2 separate regions of the Mus musculus genome follow, and region 1 is linked to region 2. Evidence: chromatin contacts called from public promoter capture Hi-C data. All regions are on one chromosome and are shown on one strand. Each heading gives the region's core, a stretch centred on a gene start, on an enhancer-like site or on the middle of the called end of the contact. The rest is flanking DNA. Distances are from core to core; before and after follow the strand shown.

Region 1 (3,331 bases), core at 569-3,068, 58 kb before region 2:
GATACACCTGTCACAAGGCTTAGACCACAGATGGCCCTATTGCCTCTTACCGCCACCAACCCCAGGATGCAGGCTCAGCACTCATGGAAGAAAACCTCTGGCCGTGGAACCTTCCGCTTGGCCTTGTCTGCACCCTTCCTGTGTCCCTCAGAGCCAGCCCCAACCATTAGTCCCTCTCAGTAAACTTCTTAGGCTTCTAGCCCACTTCCGAGAGGAAATAAAGGCATGCAGGTGTGAAGTCCACTAGATTCCTCTCTGCTAGCCTGTACCCTGCTGCCCACCACCCTTGGGGCCGATCCTTCCTCCACTCACCGTCCTCAGCACCTCGTCCAACAGCCCCTGCTGCCTCCCCAGCCTCATCACCTCTGGGTACCCCATCCATGGCCTGGCAGCAGCCGAGTTCGCTCTTTAAATATTCCTAGCAAGCTTGTGCAGTGGACTTCCAGAATCATAGCGTTCTTTGAGGGGGACCCTGTCCACACAGGGTAGAAACGATTTTCTTAGCAGAAAAAAGTGCTAGTAACTTCTGTGGTTATAGACCCGCAATGAACGTCACTGATCTAGATGTATCTGAGTTTGAAATGTTTCTATTGTTTTAAACTTATTTCACTGGCTTATTGAGTTTAAGGAAATTTCTTTTTAAAAAAAGGTAATTTGTGTAGGCATAGTGCCTTTATGGCAATACACCTTTAATCCTAGCTCCTGGGAGGCAGATGCAAAGGGATCTCTTTGAGGTTGAAGCCAGCTTGGTCTACATTGTGAGTTTCCAGAAAGCCAGGGCTACAAAGAGAGATCCTATCTCCTAAATAAATAAATATACAAATATATAACCAACCATCCTAAAACAGAACAAACAAACAAAAACCTCATTGTTTTCTCTTTTCTCCCTTCAAATTGGGAGATGACTATGGCTCTTTGATTCTGAAGAAACAAACCAATTCCCTATGGGATCAGTCTATTAGCTACTGCTCAGTTTTGGATTTGCCTTGCTGGGAACGGGACCCAGGACCTGTTTGCACTTAGCAAGCAATCCACCACTGGGCTGCATCCCTAGCCCGATAGCAACTCAAGTGTAGATTTGCTCTCGTGGATTTCCAGCTGAAAAGCCTTGGGTGGCTCTTCATTACCTAAAGCTTGGGTTTGGTGATATGGTTCAAACCATCGCCAGCAATCTGGACCTAGCCTAGTGCATCCTTGGCTCTGCTGTGCCCAAGCCCAGTCACATCAGAATCACACATACAGTTCTCTGAAAACAAGGACCATACCATCCTTTAGACCTCTGTCCCCTATTTTGTATATCTGCAATCTTCCACATCCTTCAAGGCCAGGAGAAGGCAAATAAATGGACAGATCCTTAAGAGATAGCAGATTAGAAAGCACAGGCAGAGTAGGGGTCTATCCGAGCGAGCACCAGCCTGTCTGGGCAGTACCTGCTCCCTGGAACAGCTGAGCGCTGGAGTCTCCGGAGGTTGGTGCTGCCTCTGGCCCCAGCCTGCTTCTGTGGCTGCTACCCTGGCTGTGGGTCTCCTCCAGTATCCTCTTCCCCACAAAACAAACTCACTTTTGTTTCTAGTTAAGCAGCAAGGGAGGCATGGAGGAGGAGGGCAGGAGAAGGACGAGAGGGAAGGTGGGGGATTGGGGCTCGAGAGAAATAGCGATGGGTGTGAGTGATTTCGTGGAAATCCTGGGAGAAACCAGCAAATGAGAAAGAAAGGGGGCGGGGGAATCTGAGGTATGATGGAGAGAGGAGGCTTAGCGCTGAAGCTCAAACAGGGACCTGTGTGCTCCTCAGCAGCAGGGTGGTGGCAGCTGAGGACTGTGTGAGAACACCTAGAGCTGCCCCTCCCCCGCCCGCTCCCCGCGGGCCCCTCCCCCTCCCCTAGAGCCCTTCCGGACAGACCTGGAGGCTCCAGTAGAGCAGGGCACCTCTCAGGCTCCTTATAAAGGCTGGGGCTGGGAGGTAGCATTTGTACACAACCCCCCTAGGGCCTCGTTAAGATCTTGAGATTTTGGTGGCAGGTGAGCAGTCTGTAATAGCCTGGCAGGCCTGGTGCCCTGGCCAGGACAGCCTCACCAACCGCTGGGAGTTGGGCGTGGAGGTTGGGTTGTTGTTGTTGGGGGGGTGGGGGTGGTGCTTGCTGTGGGCTTTAAAATGTTGCATGGGGCTGGATTAGCTCTCTTCACAACTTTAAACCAATTCCTGGATTTGCTGTTTGTACCCACTTCTACGACAAAATGACAAGCGTTGTCACTGAGTGGATGTTTTCTGGGAGCCCATGGACAGCAGGAACTGGTCACTTCGGGGGCATGTATGAACCCCATGGGGGAATTACTTTGCTCTCTGAGAAATGTCTAATCTGGGGTTTGGCTCAACAAGTGCTTACCATGTGCAAGGTTGAACGGAGGTCACAGAGGCTCAGAGGCAGCACTACAAACTCGGTTCCGAAGTCTTAGAATTGGGAGGGGGCTTGATGATGATGAAGTGCAAACCTTCAGTTCACAGATAAAAATGGGGAGTTGGTGGACACCTCAGAAAGCCCTGGTGCAGGTGAGTTGTCTGGGGAGAGCTGGCTACATACTGTCCCATGCCCGGGTCCCTGACCACATTGTCATACTTGAGGTTAGACGATCAAGCAGGGTCTGTTTGAGATGGGGGTTAAGTGCAGCCCAGATGGGCCTCCAGGGTCTGAGACACAGGATGAAGTCTGGTGCGTCTGAGATTACAGGCCAGGGTGCTGGTGCTGTCGCAACATCATCAGAGAGCACTGGGGCTTGAATGGGGCCTCTGTTATGCTGGGCCAGCCCTCTACTCACTGAGCTAAAACTAGCTCCAATCTGAGACATCCTCCTGCATCACACTCCTAGTTCAGGGATTACAAGTGTGCACCACCATGCCTGGCTCCCACTCTGCCCATGTAAAGAAACAGAAATATGATCAGGTTCATGGGGAGCTCCAAGCAAAGTTACCATCACAGAGTCCCCAGCAGTGGACATCCCAGGAGTGTCCCCACTGAGGGTCCTGGCCTCATAGATTACACTCCACTGTGAGTGTGGTCCTACTGAGTCCTACTAAGTCCTACTGAAGCACCCTCTACAGGACACACTAAGTCAGAGGCAGGGTCTACCTCCACACCCAAAGAAAGATTTCAAAGCGCACGCCTTTAATCCCAGCACTTGGGAGGCAGAGGCAGGCAGATTTCTGAGTTTGAGGCCAGCCTGGTGTACAGAGCGAGCTCCAGGACAGCCAGGACTACACAGAGAAACCCTGTCTCAAAAAAAAAAAAACAAAACAAAACAAAAAAAAAAAAAAAAAAAAAAAGAAAGAAAGAAA
Region 2 (3,545 bases), core at 154-2,653:
GACTACAGCACATTCACCAGCACCCTCCTCAGGGCCCATGTCCTATTGTCTGCTCTCCCCCAAACCCTGCAGGCCACGGTGTCATAAAATGAAGAGCACAAACAAATAAACAAAATACCTCAAGTTAGCCCTTTACTGTCCTCAAACCCTGCCCAGTAGTTCATCTGGGTTGGCAAAGGTACAAACAAAACGCTGTCCTTGGGTCATACCCAGATTCTTACATACCCGTGATGACAGAACACATGAAATTAGGTCCCAGATCAGACCACGATTTGGAAGAAAATCACACCTAAGCCATTTTTAGCAATAGCTGTTCCATGAACCAGAGAGATTGTAGCAAATAAATAAGGCAAGAAAATGTGACCCCCGTGGACCTAAAGGCTCGGGGGAGGGGTCTTTCCTGATACCCCCCAAACACACACACACACACCACAGTTAGCTTCAGAAAGGAGCCCTGCCAGAGCCTGGGAAGTCAAACCCTTCCCAGCTGTCATTCCCTAGCCCCTCTCTTCACAAAGCCCCACCAGTAAGGTAAGGACAGAGCTCCTAGGGATGTGGGGACCTCAAACTATACCAGGGACAATGAAGAGCTCATGGGCCTGACAATAAAGGAAACTGCCAATGATATCAAGGCTGGACACAAACTCAGAAAAGACCCTCCCACACCTCCCAACACGCCTCTCGGAGTCAGGTGGCTCTAACAGTGGATGCAAATCTAACCTCACAGAGGAGAGAGCAGAGGCAGATAGCAGGGCATCTGAAAAGAGCCTCACAGCTAGGCCTTCTGACCCCCAGGCCAGTCAAAGACAGACTGGACCCCTCAGAAATCCCTGGCCTCAGAGCCAGCTGGAGTCAGAGGTCAAGTCTAGTTGGGCCCCAGTTAGGACCCAACTGGGTGGGTGGGTGGGGTACCTTGTCCAGCCTGCCCCTGTCAGCGCTCTGAAGGCTCCTCAGAAGCCCAGTGTGTGAGTACCTCAGCTGAGAGCCAGCCTGCCTCCCCAGCCCCCACACAAGTGATGTCCACAGGCACCCGGCCTGGTCCAGCAGCCCTCCCAGGGCCATCCCATATTGACTGGGGCCACTTACCCGACTGGACATGTGCCTCCTGCTCTGGGCCATGTTGCTCACCCGGACTCTACCCCCTCCCCCAGCTAGCCAAAGACAGAGAAAAGGCAGAAACCTAGGCAGGAGGGGTCAGGGTGATGGGCCTGCATGGACGGACGGCTCAGAAGCCGTTAGCCACGGACCTCCCTCCGTCCATGGTCCTCCCTCTGGAGGGGCAGGAGCAGTGATGGGGCTGAGGAGTAAGTCCCTTCTACTGCCCAAGGATTCCTGAACCCAGAGACACTGAGCCCCGCTTGCCAGCTGATGAGTCTCACTCTGCGCTAGTGCTGCTCTAGACTGTCAGGAAGCATGCTGGCCTCTGGGTCCTAGTGCTCCCCTCCTTCACACGAACCCAGGGATGGGTAGGCAAGAAATCCTCAGCACCAGAGTGCAGGCAGGGTTCTGGAGGTGACACTTCTTCCCCACCTGTACCCCTCACTATCACTGCCCCCAGTCCCAGTGAGTGAGGCTTCAGCAGGTCCCCAAGCATCAAGTGCCACTTCAAAATGATCAGCACTTCATCAAACTGCTTTCACAGGCCTTCTAGTCCCTTCTGCTGCTTTTCTGTGTCACCCTACCAGAAAGATGTCTGGACTCCACACGACGAGGGTCTCGATCTCTGTCTTACACTGGGCCAGATAAACAGGAGGGGCAGAGCTAGAAGCCTGCTCACCCAGAGAAAGCCATGAGTACCCAGCTCCCCACCCCTGCAACAGCAGAGGTCCCCACAGTCACTCCCTCCTCTGCCTGTGTCAGGCAGGCTCTGATCCCCAAGATATCACATTCAATGGGATTATTAAAGGTAGTTTTCAAAAGCTAAGCACCTCACTGTCCCCTTGGCCCAAGTCCACTTTACCCAGGTCCTCATCTCTTTTACCCTTGGCCTTGTCTTCTAACATCAGACTCAACAAGCCAACTTATTTTTTATAGTTGTGTACTTCACAAGCTTCCTTAGTTATGTTATATTACCTTCATAATTTTAAAACAGATGGTGTTAATTTAATGAAACTACTTATTCTAGTCAAAGGTTTCCACATGCTACCTCATTTATTATTCACAGGTCAATGCCTAAGGTCTTACCCCTTAAGCAAAGGGCCTGGGGTCTAACCACTGGATCCCCTGGCTGTAATGTGGACCTAGTCCCTGAATACACTTGTCTTCCTTCACTGACAAGACTGCAATTTCTGCCACTCTGCACACTTGCCTAACACAGGATAATGCCACAAAGCAGTTCTGTTAGGTGATGCCCACCTGGAAGAACACCATAATGAAGCCAGTCCCTTTATATGCTAGATTAACCTCTCAACCAAAACAGTCTCTGTGCCTTACTTCTGCCCAGAACCATCAGGACCCCACCTCTGCTTCCCCCGCAGTGTCCAGGTTGCTCTGCCTTCATATCCACCCCAGCCCAGACAATCGTACTAAACCCACTCAGAGTGCCTACAGAACACATTTCAAAACATCACGTTAGGGCTCGGCAGATTGCTCAGTGGGTAGAACAGAAACGGGGGCTAGAGAGATGGCTCAGCAATTAAGAACACTGGTTGCTTTTGCAGAAAACATAGATTTGCCAGGCATGGTGGCACACACCTTTAATCCCAGCACTTGGGAAGCAGAGGCAGGCGGATTTCTGAGTTCGAGGCCAGCCTGGTCTACAAAGTGAGTTCCAGGACAGCCAGAGCTATACAGAGAAACCCTGTCTCGAAAAAACCATTTAAAAAAAAAAAAAAAAAACCATAGGTTCATCCCAGCACCTACATAGAGGTTCACAAGTGCCTTTAATTCCAGTCCTAGGGGATCTATTACCCTTTTCTAAACTCCAAGGGCATGGTACACACATGCTACACAGACATACATGCAGGCAAAACACCCATACACCATAAAATAAAACTTAAAAAATAAAATATTTAGGACAGGGGTTGGAGAGATGGCTCAGTGGCTAAAAGGTCTTGCTCTTCTTGCAAAGGACCTGAGTTTACTCTGTTACCATGGTTACCTGCAGCCATGCTGTGCCACTCACAACTACTTGTAACTCCAGCTCAAGATGAGATGCCTCTGACTGCTGCAGGAACCTCTATTTATGTGTGTACACACACACACACACACACACACACACTTACTTTAAAATAAATCCTTTTTAAAAATAAAAATAAGGACTAGAGAGATGGCTAAGCTGTTAAGTACATGTCCAGCTCCTATGTCTGAGGACCTGAGTTTGGTTCCCAGCACCCACATCAGGTGGCTCTGGGGATCTGACTCCTCCGACCTCCCTATGTATGCACACTGTGTATATGTTCACATAGAGACACAGCCATACACAATGCAAAACAAAGAGCACCGACCGCTCTTCCAAAGGTCCTGAGTTCAAACCCCAGCAACCACATGGTGGGTCACAGCCATTGTAATGGGGTCTGATGATCTCTTCTGGAGCATCTGAAGAC

The links. Capture Hi-C pulls out chosen DNA fragments and counts their contacts.
Region 1: a promoter capture Hi-C map of pancreatic islet shows a contact between it and region 2. The contact joins the promoter of Slc4a5 here to the promoter of Dctn1 in region 2. A contact is called at or near these places in 4 of 39 promoter capture datasets (the HPC-7 cell line, cranial neural crest, epiblast stem cells and 1 more), 1 of 115 datasets of contacts at active chromatin or transcription factors (embryonic stem cells) and 4 of 9 other capture datasets (adipose tissue, liver, macrophages and 1 more).

What each region holds. Positions count from the first base shown.
Region 1 is chr6:83,235,862-83,239,192 of GRCm38.p6, reverse strand. Slc4a5 (solute carrier family 4, sodium bicarbonate cotransporter, member 5) reads right to left here and starts at 1,818. Exons shown (of 25, transcript NM_001166067.1): 1 at 1,431-1,818.
Region 2 is chr6:83,177,447-83,180,991 of GRCm38.p6, reverse strand. It overlaps Dctn1 (dynactin 1), which reads right to left and starts at 1,403. Exons shown (of 32, transcript NM_007835.2): 1 at 1,087-1,403. The coding sequence starts at 1,119.